2 separate regions of the Mus musculus genome follow, and region 2 is linked to region 1. A link is a contact called in public promoter capture Hi-C data. All regions are on one chromosome and are shown on one strand. Each heading gives the region's core, a stretch centred on a gene start, on an enhancer-like site or on the middle of the called end of the contact. The rest is flanking DNA. Distances are from core to core; before and after follow the strand shown.

What was found. Promoter capture Hi-C pulls out the DNA fragments that hold promoters and counts their contacts.
Region 2: a promoter capture Hi-C map of embryonic stem cells shows a contact between it and region 1, with 3 times the contacts expected there. The contact joins the promoter of Mrap here to the enhancer-like site in region 1. A contact is called at or near these places in 19 of 39 promoter capture datasets (the 3T3-L1 cell line, 3T3-L1-derived adipocytes, the HPC-7 cell line and 12 more), 4 of 484 Hi-C or Micro-C datasets (brown adipocytes and liver), 1 of 115 datasets of contacts at active chromatin or transcription factors (embryonic stem cells) and 4 of 9 other capture datasets (adipose tissue, embryonic stem cells, liver and 1 more).

What each region holds. Positions count from the first base shown.
Region 1 is chr16:90,774,518-90,779,632 of GRCm38.p6, reverse strand. It overlaps Urb1 (URB1 ribosome biogenesis 1 homolog (S. cerevisiae)), which reads left to right. Exons shown (of 39, transcript NM_029497.1): 19 at 392-585; 20 at 2,061-2,279; 21 at 3,329-3,508; 22 at 4,732-5,115. Among named protein-coding and RNA genes, the nearest start is that of Urb1, 33 kb to the left of the region's middle. Within about 2 kb of position 2,457, at least 11 of the 459 cell types and tissues checked have an H3K27ac peak or open chromatin away from gene starts, as enhancers often do. A contact at or near this core is called in embryonic stem cells, where this site is marked.
Region 2 is chr16:90,734,436-90,739,550 of GRCm38.p6, reverse strand. Mrap (melanocortin 2 receptor accessory protein) reads right to left here and starts at 1,344. Exons shown (of 3, transcript NM_029844.4): 1 at 882-1,344. The coding sequence starts at 987.

The DNA of each region.
Region 1 (5,115 bases), core at 1,208-3,707:
CCATCTCATAGCTATGCCATATGAAGGCATGGTTTCTATAATGGTTGGGCAAGGCAATCCTGGTTATCCTAGAGGATTTGGAGAGGGACTCGGAGAGGCCTGTGTGCCACGACAGAAGAAGGGACAGGAAAGCCACCTGCAAGTCCTTGGCACAGGTAGCTTTGGTCTAGCTGTATATATACCTAGGTTTCCCCTTGCAGACCTGAGGACCTGGTTTCAAACCATGTGCTATGTACATACACACATACTGAAATAGAGCCTTCCCACATGGGCATCTGACCCCTCATGGAGCTGCTGCTCCTGGGTCTGATGTGAATATGGAAGGGCATCAGGTCAGTATCTCAGAAGCAACCTCACTGATCCCTAACCCTGCCCGCCCGTCTCCTTGCAGGGGAAAGCATCATGGCATATATGACTGCAGTGTTGACCGACCTTCTCCATACCCAGAGGGACCCCCTAGCTCTGTGTCTTCTGCTCCAGTCTTACGACAAGTTTGAGCCTGTTAGCCTGCTCTGCGGTCAGCAGCTTGCCCAGTTTCACAGATACTACAGTCTCTGGATTCCTGCGCAAGCCCAAGAGGCCTTGGTGAGCTGTACTCACTGCCCCCTGAAGTCTCTTCCCTTGGTGCAGCTGGATGTGTAGCTGGGCGGGCAGCTGCAGGGTCCAGATGCTGTGCTGGGCAGAGTCGGGCCTTCACCTTCCTCTGTCCTCTGCTTACGTGAGGAATGACAGTCATGTTGTCACTGCTCCCTAATGACAGGAGTGCCTCGTCACTGCTTCTGCTTGGCCTCATCCTCCTTTTCCGTCCCATATAAAAGAAGTTTTTATCTCTCTGTCTTCTGGAGACCCTAGTGTTCTTAGCTAATATGCCTGCCCCTCAGCACAACCCATGAGCTCCGTACAGGGAAAGGAAATGGGGCGATGGGGAGGATCTGTGGAGTGGGATTCTTGCTCGGATGCTGTGTGTCTACACACTGGGGCAGAGTCAACCTTGCTGTGGATTTGAGTGGATTCATTCCATCTCAGCTATGCTTAAAAATGCAGACAGCGTAGGGCCTTTTTCTTATGATGGCAGCCATTTTGGTGGTATTCTGTGTGTATTTTAAGCCATTTGATCCACTACCTCTGAGAGGCAGGCCAAGACTGATCACCCTTTATATACACGTGAAGAGAGCTTGCACCAGCAGTTAGCGATGGGACAAGGTTTAGTCAGTCTGTTTGCAGAGCTTATGTTCAGAATAGGGATTGCCACTTTCCTCTGTAAAGAGGCCATGGTCACCAACAGTCACCAGATGGTTTAGTTCAGTGCCACTCTGCCTGTGCCAGCCGTGTTGGTGTCCACCCTCTGGAGTGGATCCCAGCTGGATTCATCCTTTGTGGTACTTATTTAAACCTGGTTGCCAGGCTCTGGTCATAATCGTGACCTAGCTAGCCGCTATGGAGTGGGGTCCTAAGACCCAGCCTTTGTCCCACTGTCTCAGGTAATGCTGCTGCTACCCTGGTCCTCAGACCGTGCTTTGAGAACCACTGGGCTTCTGGACACAGTGTCTGAGCTCATTAGCTAAAGGAAGTCATGTGTGTGAGTCATGTATAGATTTAAATGGCAGTTTGGCAGTTATTAGGGAATAACTTGTTTGGAGCAGGACTGCTCTGGATCCTTTTCCTTTAACTATTCCCCCTCCCCAGTCCTTTGACAAGATATTGAGGGGTGGGCAGGTAGCTTGCAGCAGGCCTTTGCTTTAGGTGGGGTGCTTTTCTAGTTTGCAGCAAATCTTCCTGGTAACACAGTGATCAAACCCTATGTCTGAGGCAGTCAGCTCCTCACTGAAAGGTCTGTTTGTACCGAGTGCTAGGTACCTGTGCATTCTGTCAGCAGGTACACTTTAGGATAATCTCTGGCTGTCAGTGTTGGGATGGAGTTCCCTTGAGTACAGTGCCACACTGCCCTGCATGCTTAGTGTGAAATGCCCTTCATTACACATTACCACAGTTGTCAGCAGTGTGTGTAGCCTTTGCTTCTGAGGTCATTTCCTTCCCATCCTATCCTTTTGATCCCTCAGCCGCTGCAGGTGTCCAGCAGCTCAGGACCATGTACACTCCCGCCATCTTCCTGCTTCTCCACGCTGCTGCAAACAGCCTATGAAAGCCAGACACTTGGGGATAAGAGTGTTCAGGCACAGCTTCTCGCCGCTGTCCCAAGCCTGGCTCTGCAGCACATGCTGCGCTCAGCCAAGCAGGTACTGCTGTACCTCAAGAGCACCGTGGAGAACTTCAGCCAGGTTAGTGCCTTCCCTTCTCCTCCAGCCCCCCACATGCAGAGCATGTGCTCTTTTGAGTCTGCACCACGGGGAGGGACAGGAATCCGGATAATGCCACAAGGCAGACCCCAGTTCTAGGACCTGACTCTTAGCTCTGCAGTTCCCGTGCTGGGCCCCTCCTTGAACAGCTGTGCAGAGGCAGCAGCGCTCGTCTGTCGGGGTAGTGTGTGGACTCAGGACAAGGCCCTTCCTGTGGTGCCCGGCCATTGCAGCATGTCCAGGCTTGTCTTCCATGGATTGTGAGTCCAGCAGCTCACGTTTGAACTCGGCTGCTGTGCTTTTACACTTTCCTACATTAGGTTTCCTGGCTGATCCGGTCCTCTTATTAAATAAAAAAAGCCAGGGGGTGGTACACATTACCTTTAATTACTTTTAATCCCAGCACTCGGAAGACAGGCAGACTGATCTCTGTGAGTTCCAGGATAGCCAAGTTTACAAATAGAAACCCTGTCTTGAAAAATCAAAACCACCCTCCCCCCCCAAAAACAGCCTTCATACATTTATTTATTTACTATAGTGTTGTGTATTTATGTGCACATGCGTGCATGTGGAGGCCAGAGGCTGGCATGTAGGAGTCGATTTTCTTTCACAGTGTGGCTCCTGGGGACTGCACTCATCAAGCCTAGTGCCTTTACCTGCCAAGCCATCCTTCGCCTTACTTTAGCTGAGTTAACATTTGTATCTCACTGAGGTGTTAGGAAGACGAATTTGCCTTACCCCATGCCCCTGTGAGTAGTGAGGACATGTGAGTAGTGAGGACATGCCAAGTGCTCTCTTGGCTACAGCTTGGGCTAATCTGGGGAAGGACGGTGGGAAGGGAAGATGGATTGCCTTATAGTTGTGGAGGAAGCCCAATCTCCCATGTGAGAGGAACTTGGAAACTCTGCATCCAAGTCTTCCCTCGTTGGCCTTCCCCTCCAGTTTCCTGCTGTGATTCCACAGGGGCCTGGCAGTCACTACTCTGTGACTGGTCAGCCCTTCCTTGTCTGAGGGCCATGTGTTTCTTCCAGCTGGGCAGAAGTGTGGGCCCAGCTCTGCTTCAGTCCCTCCTGGGCCTCCTTAAGCAGCTGGTCATCCACGCTGAGCGGCTGGACGCCCAGAACCAGCAGAAGCTAGAGGCTGCCCGGGCCGAGTCGGATCTCTTTTTGGACATGGAGTCTGTGGCTTCCCTTGAGTTGGCTACTGACAAGGTATTCCCCTCCCCCACTCGGCCTGTCAGCCTTTTCCCACAAGCTTTCAGGTACTGGCTATTTCTGAGTTGTATGTTCACTGTAGGAAATAGAGAAATGTAGAAAACTACACCTGAGATGTTGCAAGCCATCTATTACCCGTGCCCAGGGAGAGCAGCTTAATTTGGGTTTTTTCTTTCCAATTAGTCCTTTATAGTCAAGCCAGCACTCAGCTCTTGTTTGTATCTATACCCTGAGCCTCCTGAGGACGTCCGAGTGAGGGTCAGGTAACTGTGTGCTGCTGACTGGGGCTCATGTCTGCTGCAGCAGCGCTCTCCTGTTGTAGTATGCCAGGTAACTCCCAGTGGGCTTGGAGAGAAGTAAGTTCTCATTTCAGTCTGACTGAAATAGGCTGCTTTCTCCCTTGACCTCCACATTGGTTTCTGGGAGATGGATCTCTGGGTTCTGTTTGGCAAAGCCTTGTTGGAAAGGGGATAGGTTCCTTTGCTTCCCTCAGAAACAAACATGGTATAAGAAACTTGTTGGTGTCCCTGGGAATCAGTAGGCCATCTTACAGGAATCGTGTTTGGTAAGACTAGGAGAGATAGACCGGGCTCGGTCATTTTCCAGCCTGCCTGTTAGGACTTAGAATTCACCTGGGCCAGAACTCATTTCTTGGGGGGCCTTGAAAGTGGAGACAGGGTTGGCTTCAGTACATAGTTGTGCGTTAGTTTCTGTCCAACCTCCCCAAGGACATTGTCTAACTTTGATCACTCTGCCCCAATTGTTAGGATAGAACCATCCCTCCACCAGGTCTGTTCAGTAGAGCAAAGCCACCAGCGAGGCACTGACAGGCGGCAGGTGACCTGCTATTACTCCCTTGTTGTTTCTGCATGGCCATCTCCTCCGTTGAATGACAGGGAAGGCAGTTTTGCTGTGTTATGTCTGAGCTGCTGGGGAATGATGACTAGGCGGGCACACACTGTCCCCTAGGCTGGTTGTCATTGTTGTGCAGGGAGTGGATGGGAGGTGCAGACAGCCCAGAGGACCATAGTGTCCTGAGAGCACCACAGTCAGGAGGTGGCAGGCATGCCTGAGAGTGACATTACAAGTTGGGGTAGGACAGAGCAGGTTTACAAAGTGCTCCTTCATCTGTCTCACTGAGAACACAGAACGCTTTCGGTAGCTGTGGCCTCCCTCTGGCTCTGTGATGAATGAAGTATGCCCTTGACTTTGTTTTTCAGACGATAGAGGAGCTGCTGCTGGCTATCCTTAAACATCCCACACTGGAGACTTGGTTTCTCGCCCTGGAGCAGAAAGCCTTGCCCCCCCACACGCTCAGCCCTATTCTTGTGAAGCTCCTAGCAGCCCACTTCAGTGCAGGGGTTCTTCAGCTACTGGTGGCAAGTTCCCCAATTCTCCATAAACTGGGCCAGTTGGGCCTTCTGGCAAAGTACTCAGAAGCCATCACTCAAAGTGTGCTGATAGAGCTCCGCACAAGGACTCTGAACTCAACCTCAACGCCCAAGACTCTGCCTCAGCTGGAGGCCCTGCGAGAGCTGCACCCGTACATGGAAGGTGTCCAGATTCGAGAAGTCACCCTGGCCCTACTGGCCCTGCCAGAGGCC
Region 2 (5,115 bases), core at 95-2,594, 39 kb after region 1:
AGGGACCAGGGAGGGTGATAGGGGCTGAATAGGATCAAAGCCATGGTCATGCACACCTATGGCCCCAGCACCTGGGTTACCGAGGCAAGAGGATTGCTGTGAGTTTGAGCAAAGCCTGTGCTATGTAGTGAGTACCAGCAGAGCCAAAGCTATGTAATAAGATCCCCCTTCTCAAAGAAACAAAGACAAAGAAAACCACACTATCTACATTATCTGCATTAGGAAATGTTATAATGAAACCCATTATTTTATTCAATTAATATACACTAATAAATATAAAATAAATAGAAACAGAAATAAAATAAATATAAAAATAAGGTGTATGAGAGAGAGACAGAGAGACAGAGAGACAGAGAGACAGAGACAGAGACAGAGACGAGACAGAGACAGAGACAGAGACAGAGACAGAGACAGAGACAGAGACAGAGACAGAGACAGAGACAGAGAGGTGAACAAATGCATTCATCTTAAAAGGTCACTCTGAGTTAGCGAGAGAGCTCCGCGGATGAAAGGCTCCCAAGCCGGGCAGTTTCCATACCAGGGGCTCATGTGCTGGAGGAAATAGAACAAGTCCCCACGCTGTCTTCTGACCTTCACAGCTGTACCCCCACCCCCTAAATAAATAGATGTGAATTTTTAAAAGAAACATTTTGCTTGATTTTATGGCAAGTTAACTCAGAGAAAGTTTACTACTGAAAGTTACAGATACAGTTTGAGTCCCATGCCTGATTCGCTTATGTCTGTGTGAGCACCAGCCATGTTAACCCTGCTGAGCATGTCTGCCAGAGTTAGTAAGGGACGGGCAAAGCCAAGAGGGCCTCACCCCCGGCTCAGCCCCAGCCCCAGCCTCTGCCTGGTCACCTTCCTGTGTTCCGACTTACGCTTGTTGGCTTTCAGCTTCTTCTCGTCCACAGGAATGAGGTCTATGTAGTCCAGGTAATACTCATAGCTGGTGAGCGGGACAGAGGCGTCGGTCCCGTTGGCCATGACTGTGGCTTTGACGACAGTGTCTGTCAGAGGCTCGCACCCACAGCTGGGCCGTGAGCCCCAGAGACAAGATTGCTTAACTAATTTCTATCAGAATCACCCGGCTTGTCTGTGGCTCTCCCGGCATGGGGCCTGCCTACTTATCAGAGCTGCATGGCTGGAAGGTCAGGGGGCCGTTCCCCTGTAGGGCTTCTGGTTCCTGTCTCTCCTGGACAAACCTCCAAAGGCTACTAGAGACGCGGCTTCCCATTCGGCTCTAGCTTGCCTCTCCGTGGAAGGATGAGGAACTGGGCAAGAACTCAGATGACGGCAGAAAGTGCCTAGCAGTGCTGGACATGACCGTCCTCTCTTGCCTCTGATAAATGAATAGTTAATGCAATCGCAAGGGAAGCCTGCCAGCGTCCTTGACTTACTCTGAGGCAGTTCTCCGTGCTATTAAGCAACCAGTAGACCTCTGGCTTGGATTCCGAAGGCAGGCCCCGTATGTACTCTGCGATGTGCATGTTAACTAGAACCCCCAATCGCACCTCTTAGCTGAATGTGTCCCCAGCTTTTACCCAAGCTTCCAGGAACCCGCGGTATATCTGGTCAGCAGCCCACAGGACTGAGCACAAGGGTCGACCCAGCTCTTAGCTGACACCGAGGGTAAGGAGGAATCCAGGCTTCTGAGGGGCCTGCTCCTAGGTTATTGCTCCTGACGTTCAGTCTTTCACACAAGACCTATGTGCTGCACCCAGACTATGAAGACTATTGGTAGGAGCAGCTAATCCGCGAGGCACCGTGGGATAGATAGTGCCTTTGGAGTTAGGCACTATCTCGTCACTGATCCCGGGTCCTTTTAACAGTTGACCAGGCAAGTTCCTGTTGTCTGCAGACACTGTCTTATTTTTTTTTTTTTATTTTTTATTTTTGGTTTTTTCGAGACAGGGTTTCTCTGTATTGCCTGGTGAGTCCTGGGACTCACTCTGTAGACCAGGCTGGCCTCGAACTCAGAAATCCGCCTGCCTCTGCCTCCCGAGTGCTGGGATTAAAGGCGTGCGCCACCACGCCCGGCCAGACACTGTCTTATAACTGAGCTCACTTCTGACATAAACTGCTCAAAGTTGACAGATGCCCTAGGGTTCTGGGCGCAGTCGCACAGAATCACACGTCTCTCCCCATGGCAGCTGTTAATCCTAAACCCTACGTTGTCACCTCAGTTCTGACGTACTGGCTGGACGCGGAGGGTCCCACAAGCCCCTCCCCTCAGGTTCAGTCATGTGCTGAAATAGTTTCAGGACTCGGGAGAGCAATCCCTTACTGGATTCCTAGTGTAGCCTAAATGGACACAACTCGCATATAGTCAGACGGAAGCTGTTGCTACCAAGCCAGGCCCGATTTGCACAACACAGAGCATGCCAACCTTTGGAAGTGCTTTGTACAGCAGAGTCTGTGTGAGGCAAAGGGTAAAGGCACAGAGGCCTCAACTCTGTGACCCTGAGGAGAGGGGGCAGGGACACTTAAAACCGCAGAGAGACAGGCTGCTCTGAGACTTTCATAAAAGACGATTGGAGGGAAGGGATAAGAGTTATGGGTGGCCTGAGTATGTGTCATCAAGTTTTGTGGCTCTTCACAGAACACAGTGGCGTTAGTATGCTTTACTGGTAATCTGCAGCTCTCTGACCTCATGCACAGGAACAAGCAGGGGGTGGGGGGAGTGGGAGGTCAGTGTGTCAGCGTTCACTGAAGGCAGACCAGAGCAGCCTCCAGATTCTGAACAACGCAGGCAACTGTTAGCACACGTCAAAGGGGTTACCTGGAACAAAGCCATGGAGAGTGTGGCTTAGCCCTGCGACCACCAAAGCTGTGGCTAGAAGCTACAGCTGTGACTAAAAGCCAAGGAAGCAAAGGTGTTTACACTAAGGACGCTTCCCTTCATTTTGAGGTGTTAGGTGGAGGTAGGGAGCTTCCTGGCCTTCTCCAGGTCCATCCCCTCCTCCCCCAACAGCCCCTCCCCTCCTGCAATGGGGGGCTACCCCAAACTCCTTGTAGAGGATCTCAGGGTTCTAGTGCGCACAGAGGTCCTATGACTGGTCTCAATCTCCAGGTGAGATCTATCCTTAAGGCTCTCCCCAGAGACTAAAGTATGGTATAGGCTAAGAGTTCCAGTTCTCATTCTCTCTCTCAACTCTCTCTCTCTCTTGCCCCCTCCCCCTTTTTGGTTTTTCAAGACAGGGTTTCTCTGTATAGCCCTGGAACTCACTCTGTAGACCGGGCTGACCTCGAACTTCAAGAAATCCACCACTGCCAGGCTGAGTTCCAGTTCTCTAATAGCTATGACTGGGTCCTCTGACAGCTCCCAAGTCTCTACCTATCACCTCATTAGCATAAGCCCAGGTATGGATGAATGAAGTTGGTGACTCAGGAACTCCATCTGAGACCTATGTATTTGATCACATAACACAGCCCAGCACACCTTTGATTTCCAGCTCCCCCTGCCAGCACATACAAAGGGATCACTCCGTTCTGTTCCTACCTAGTGTTGTAGGGACACCGTGTAATTCGTTTTCCCACAGTGGTAAGCATTTAGATTTTTTTCAACAGGGGGCCCTTGGATAGGAGCTGTCCTTGTGACTTGCTTTGGCTTTGAGTAGAGGTCCTATTGACCCAGGATGTGACTCAGTGGCAGAGTACTCGCAGAGCTTCTACAAGGCCTTGGGTTGGTTCAGTTCTCAGCATTGAGAAAACAACAAACAAATCCCACAAAGACGTTGTGTAAGTTCCAGGCCAAGGTCTCAGGAGTTTGACTCACATTCTCCAGCAGCACTGACAGCAGGGGCTGGCCTCCTGGGAGCCAGGGGCAAACTGGACAGTGAGAGTGAGGTGAACCCCCACAGCACTGCCACCTCCATGGTATGCAGATGGCTGTAGATCGGTGAGGAAGGAAGCAGTCTAAACCCGGAGGTCAACTCCCCCCCTCCCAGCCTGCTTCACATGGGCAGTCCATAGAGTTGTGAGAATTTGTGCTAAGTGAAAGTTGGTGTGTGTGTTGATGTGCCTCCTCTCTCTCTCTCTCTCTCTGTGTGTGTGTGTTGATGTGCCTCCTCTCTCTTTCTCTCTCTCTCTCCCTCTCTCTCTCTCTCTCTCTCTCGCTCGCTCACTCTCCATGCCCCCTTTCTCTCCCTCTCTCCGTGTAGGCCAGAGGACAATCTTGAGTATCACTTTTGTGTCATTCCTTGAGGGCCATGCACCTTGTTTTCTGAGGTTCTCTCTCACTGACCTGGATGGAGCTCAACCAGTGAGCTAGGCTGACTGGCCTGTGAGCCCCAAGGGTGCCTGTATCCACCTCCAGGGCAGAGATAACAGCATGAACCGTCTGTCACCTCTGGTTACTTTCTGACATGGGTTCTGGGGTCCTCATGTTCTCAAGGCAAATCCGTTAACAGTGGGGGGCGCCTCCCCAGGCCAGACGGCTGCTGTTGTAAGTCACGAACTTTGGGGTGCTGTCTTGTACAGCACGGGGTAACTGGTGAAATGCCATGTTTCTGCCCTTTATGGTTTCAGTTCTTTCTGTCCCTCCACTTTGACATGTTCAGTCCTTCATTCCACAGTTTAAAAAGTAAAATTGGTCAGATCCTTCACTGGGAAAGAGAATCAGAAGGAAAGTTCACAAGAGGCAAAGATCAACAGTTGAAGGACAATGGTAGCCTCTGTCTCCACACACCACCTACATTGCAATGTCCCTCTTTAATTTCTGTTGCTGTGATGAGCACCCTGACTGTCTTAGTTGGGATTTTATTGCTGTGAAGAGACACCATGACCAAGGCAACTCTTATAAAGGACAATATTCAGTTGGGGCTGGCTCACAGTTTCAGAGGTTCAGTCCATTATCATCATGGCATGAAACAGGGCAGAGTGCAGGTAGACATGGTGCTAGGGAAGGAGCTGAGAGTTCTACATCTTGATCTGCAGTCAGCAGGAGTAGACTGTGTGTGTCACTGGCACATCTCAAAGCCGCGCCTCCACTATGACAAAAAAATAGCACCACATCTCTGAATAGTACCACTGCCTATGGCCAAGCAATCAAACACATGGATCTATGGGGCATTTCTAGTCAAATCACCACACTGACTAAATCAACTTAGGGGA